Regions from separate parts of the Sus scrofa genome. Here region 2 is linked to region 1. A link is a contact called in public Hi-C data. All regions are on one chromosome and are shown on one strand. Each heading gives the region's core, a stretch centred on a gene start, on an enhancer-like site or on the middle of the called end of the contact. The rest is flanking DNA. Distances are from core to core; before and after follow the strand shown.

The links. Hi-C and Micro-C count contacts between places; a contact is called where the count stands out from the background.
Region 2: a Hi-C map of skeletal muscle shows a contact between it and region 1, with 6 times the contacts expected there. The contact joins the enhancer-like site here to the promoter of ZNF568 in region 1. A contact is called at or near these places in 1 of 5 promoter capture datasets (liver), 2 of 47 Hi-C or Micro-C datasets (heart right ventricle and skeletal muscle) and 1 of 2 datasets of contacts at active chromatin or transcription factors (alveolar macrophages).

The regions. Positions count from the first base shown.
Region 1 is chr6:46,120,152-46,122,851 of Sscrofa11.1, reverse strand. ZNF568 (zinc finger protein 568) reads left to right here and starts at 1,346. Exons shown (of 8, transcript XM_021097146.1): 1 at 1,346-1,517. ZNF829 (zinc finger protein 829) reads right to left here and starts at 1,326. Exons shown (of 6, transcript XM_013998466.2): 1 at 1,050-1,326; 2 at 322-395. The coding sequence starts at 354.
Region 2 is chr6:46,190,900-46,193,599 of Sscrofa11.1, reverse strand. All of the region lies in intron 8 of LOC100512052 (zinc finger protein 27), which reads left to right. Among named protein-coding and RNA genes, the nearest start is that of ZNF383, 40 kb to the left of the region's middle. Within about 2 kb of position 1,414, at least 77 of the 83 cell types and tissues checked have an H3K27ac peak or open chromatin away from gene starts, as enhancers often do. A contact at or near this core is called in alveolar macrophages, liver and skeletal muscle, where this site is marked.

The DNA.
Region 1 (2,700 bases), core at 97-2,596:
AGGGAGAGAGAGGTATCTTTTTTTTCTTGGTCTTTTTAGGGTGGCACCTGCAGCATATGCAAGTTCCCAGGCTAGGGGTCAAACTGGAGCTGCAGCTGCCAGCCACAGCCATGGCCACGCCAAATCCAAGCCACATTAGCAGACACCACAGCTCATGGCCACACAGATCCTTAACCCACTGAGCAGGGCCAGGAATTGAACCTGTGTCCTATTTGTTGGGTTCTTAACCCACTGAGCCACAACAGGAACTCCTCAAGTGACATATCTTTATTAAGCATTAATTTTCAGAAGAAGGAAAGCAAAAAAGAAACTTCAACATACTTTGGACACTGCTTGTAGAAGTTCAGCATGCATTCTTTCCTTCTCTTCTGCTCCTCACTTGGCAAAGGGTAGAACTAGATGAGAAAGTAATAGTTTGAGACACCAGGTTTTTCTGATTGCTCAAACTGGTCAAGTCAGGGCTCAGCCCCAGTCTCAGCCCTAAGCCTCAGCACACACTCAGGGAATGGAGATCAGAGGAAAATGGGGCGTCCCACCCAATTTCAGTGTTTCAGGAGAAAGTTGAGGTTACAGCTGTCGAGGACTAAAGTCTGACCAAACCTCACAGAGGTTTCCTAGAGACAGAGCTGTGAAGTAACAATCGCACAGTTGACAGGAGCCTCCTACCCATAAACGCGGTGCTACATTCATGAGGCACAGACATACTTAAAACAAGGGAACACACACTCCACACCTGCACACATAGAACCACACATGGCAACACAGATAATATACCAAACTCACCATGGAACACATGTTACATTCGCATAGCCGCAGGTATCCTAGTGTCGCGTGGTCACAATCACACACCACCATAGGGACACACGGTCACAACCCCATATGCAAAAGGGTCGCAAAATCTCCCCTTTTTCAGTCCGTTCCGCCCGCACAGGCACAAGCACCAGCCTCCGTATCAGCCTCTGGCCTCCTCAATTTCAGCCTCCTCCAGGTCCCCCAGGATCCCAACCCGCAGAGCTGAACCAGTGCCCCACGGGCCCACGATCGCCCACCTCATGGATCTAACAGTCCCGCCAGGCGTGACGCAAATTTCGAGTTCCTGCGAGAAGAGCGACCGGCCGCTAGGCCCTCTGGGAAATGTGGTCCACAGTGGGCCCCACAGCTGATTTCTCTCAGCGCCCTGCTAGGGCTCACCCTGATCGACTGCCCCCGCAACTGTGAATTTAGTCGGGCCTCAGAGACGCCACGCGCGGTAGCTCGGGCACTCGGGCTTAACCACCTGAGCCGACCAGGCTCACCCCGGTCTCCCTCACACAGGAAACGCCCCCTCTGTTCTGGCCGGAAGTTGAGTCAAGCCGTGAGGCCTTCTGGGAGGTGTTGTGTTGTGGAACGTCCGTTGGGAGGCAGACGCGGTGGGGTGGTTCGACGTTGCCAGCGCCTGGCCCGGGCCTTCCTCGGGTCTCCTTCATCCATCCTCTCGGAAACTGCGCGCTAGATGTGCATTCGGGCGTTTCCGGCAGGTGACGCTGCCGTGTCCCCAGAGCGGGACTTAAGGAAGGGGCTCAAGCCATCTGGGCAGCATCAGCGCGCGGCTAAAGGGGTGGAGCCTTTAAGGAGGCCCCAAGTGTTTGGAGTAGCGGCAGTGCGGAGAATGCTCCTGGAGAGTTGTTGGAGTTCTCAGAACGAGAAACTGTGGTGGAGAGTTACTGTGTGTGTGTGTGTGTGTGTGTGTGTGTGTGAGTGAGAGAGAGAGAGAGATTGTGGTGATGTGAGAGTGATGGGGGTGTGGTTGTGTATGAGTGTGATGGAGTAATTGTGATAGGATGTGTAATGGTGATGTTCGTGATTGTGATTTATGAAAACGTTTGTGGTGTTGTTTGTGTAATTGCTAGGTGGATGTGCAATGTGTGAGTGTGGTGAGGTGTTGGCAATTGTAATTTGTGTAGTGGTTCTTGTCTTGCCTGAGTTGACTTCTGTGTAGGCATAATTGGTAACCGCTTGAAAAAAATTGTATTTGGTTTCAAGTGGTCCTTTTTCCTCATTGCCCACTCTTTGTTAGCCCTCTTTCCTTTGGTGACATTGTCCAGATTTATTTTATTTATTTATTTTTTGGGCCTTCTTTTGGCTTTTTTTATTATATGTATTATTTATTGTCATTATAATAATGCTGCCTGACAAACAGCTCTTAAACTCGGTGGAATACAACAGCAAGCATTTATTTTCTTGTTCATAGGGTTACAGGTCCTTTATGTTCATTTTACCTAGGCTGGGCCTGCCTGGATGGATGGGCTGCAGAATGGATTCAGACCTGCTCCATAGGCGTTCTTTCTGCAGCTCAGGCTAAAAGGACAGTGGTTACCAGGACATGTTCTTCTCATGGTGGATCACCAGAGTACAAGACAGATCTTAAAAGCATCCTTAAAATTTCTTTTCCTGGAGTTCCCGTCGTGGCGCAGTGGTTAATGAATCCGACTAGGAACCATGAGGTTGCGGGTTCAGTCCCTGCCCTTGCTCAGTGGGTTAACGATCCGGCGTTGCCGTGAGCTGTGGTGTAGGTTGCAGACACGGCTCGGATCCCGAGTTGCTGTGGCTCTGGTGTAGGCCGGTGGCTACAGCTCCGATTAGACCCCCTAGCCTGGGAACCTCCACATGCTGTGGGAGCGACCCAAGAAATAGCAAAAAGACAAAAAAAAAAAATTTCTT
Region 2 (2,700 bases), core at 165-2,664, 71 kb before region 1:
GATTGGTTTCTGGCAGGATACCTCATTTGCTTGGGAAACATTATATAGAGGCAGGGTGAGGAATTGGTGACATTCCTTCCCTACCAGGCTGTTCAGGTGGGGGAAGGGACATTACAATGAGACATGACCAGAGGCTTTTGGGTTTAATCTCCTTGAAGGGGACTTCAAGCCTGCAACAGATGGATGGGTTGTTGGGGTTATAGAGTGAAGGAATTCGAGGCCAGGCCAATCTGGCTAAGCAGGATCAGAAGCCTAGTAGTGGAATCCCTTCCTCAGGATGGTTCTTCAGAGTGTGCCTTGGCTATCCTGGAAAAGGACTGCCCTGTGACCCCTGAGATGGGACTGTCTGTGTTCTTCTGGATGGCCCTGCTCTCTCATGGATTTCAAAGCATGGAGCTGGAGGAGTTCCTTTGTGGCACAGAAGGTTAAGGATCTGGCATTGTCACCGCAGTGGCTAGAGTCAGTGCTGTGGCTAGGGGTTCGATTCCTGGCCTGGGAACTTCCACGTGCTGTGGGTGTAGCTAAAAAAAAAAAAAGAGGTAATTTTGTTTCAGAATCATATAAATACTTCCTTTCAAAATTTTTTAGAAAAAAATTTTATTGAGGTATAGTTGATTTAGCATGTTTCATTAGTTTCAGGTGTACAGCAAAGTGATTCAAATACACACATATATAATCTTTCAAACTATTTTCCATTATAGATTATTACAAGATATTGAATATAGTTTCCTGTGCAATAAGTAGGTCTTGGTTGTTTATTTTATATATAGTAGTGTGGATCTGTTAATCCCAAACCCCTAATTTATCCCTCCCCCCACATTCCCCTTTGTAGCTTGTTTGTCCCAAATTTCAATTCTCTGCTGTTCCAGAATAAACCCATTTTCTGGTAAAATAATTGGTTATTTTATTTTTAGGGTCAATAGGGTCAAGCCACCTGAGACTAAAGACCCGGCTTTCAACATTTTTTTTCAATAAGTGCTAAGAGCCTTCCTACTGCCCCCTCTTGCAGCTCTGCCTTCTCGGTGAAGTCTCCCTTTCTTTTCTCCGGGCCTCGGGAGAAGAGTTTCCTCTTCGCGGTTCTCCAACTCCAGAGCTAGCCTAGGAAAACTTTTACCTTGCTTTAAGGACGTTCCTCCTCGGGGATGGGCCACGCCCATTGCACGTAAGAAGCTGTTTAAATGAACTCGGCCATCTTAAACTTGTTGCCTTCGCTGCTGGAGACAAAGACGGCTGAAGTTCCGGGTCAGGGAGCTGCTGTTTTGCTCTCTGGAGGTTTGAGTTTCTGAAATGCTAAACGCTACAGTGACGTTTCTGTTTAAGGACCCAGGAACACTTGCTTCTCCCCACTCTACAATAGCCTAATCGTCCAACAAAAGGCCTAGTCATCCGTTGTACGGCACAGACTTAAACATGGCCGCCCCCAGAAAGACGTTAAGCGGGCGCGGCCATCTTAACTGACATTAAAGTTCAGAATCCCAGAATCCTGTTCTCTGGAAGGTTGCCCGGTGGCGGCCGACTGCCTCAAAGATGTAACTGAGTCTGCGCACAACCACTCAGGATGGGAAGAGCTCAAACCGTGGTGAGGCGGCGTGGTACGGCAATCAATTTCAGGTTAGGGCGCGGATATCGGGAGAATGGGAAAGGTCAGTGAGAGAAGCAGTCAAAATCCAGGACTTGTGTAGGATGGTGATCAGACGACTACGGCGGCCCCACTGGGTCAGTCATGGAAACCTGTAAGGGTCAGAGACCCAGGGGACTGAAGGGTTAAGCGATGGGGTGTCTGAGACTCTTGGGGGAGTCTGTCCTGGCGGGTTTGTGGGAGTCAGTGGCAATGTCTGTGAGGAGGATGGATTGGGATATGTGGAAATAAATGAGGGTTCTTGATTGACAGAGTGCGTGGGGGTCAGTTTAAAGTGGTCTTTTGGGTCTGAGGCCAAGTGAATTTCTTCGAAGAAACTGATTTGAACAGTATTAGTGCTCAGTGATCACAAGCTTGAGGGAGTCTGTAATTGGAGGTTCTAAGTTCTGTTTGGATACCCGGAACTGGTGATTGTGGAAACTTTGAGGTTCGGTGCTGAGGGTGGTCAATGAGGATCAATATTTGGAGAAATGCTTTAGGCCTTTGGTGATGGGGACTTCCTTAAGATAATTCATGGTGGAATCTGAGAGTATCAGTGACTGGACTTTTGTAGATCAGGGAATGGGGAATAGAGGGATCTATGAGGAGGTGGTCACTGATTGGGGCCGTCAGTAATTGTGGGGGCAGGTGATTGATCCCTAGTCATTGGAATACTGTTGGAAATCAGCGTGGGTTCGTCGTCAGGGATATGTGTAATTCACTGCTTTGCAGTCAGAATGGATCGGTTTTTGTAGTCACTGACTAGTGGTCTTTGATGGTAATACTTGGACGTGGGGGATATCAGTGACTACAAGGACCTCTGGGAGTTGTGGATTGGAGACACTGAGTGTCTGTGTGTAGGAGGCTTAATGGGGTTGGTGTTGAGGCTTGCAAATGAAGAGATTTGGGATGGGAGAGGCAAGGATTTGAGGGTGCAGTCCTGCACAAGGGGAACACATTTCACCCATGTAACATACCCCACCTGATGAGCAGCCAGTTCTGTCTGGTCTGTAATGGCCAGGGCCCACTTCAAACCATCCTCCCCTCTTTTTTTAATTGTTCCCCACATTAATGAAAGTGCT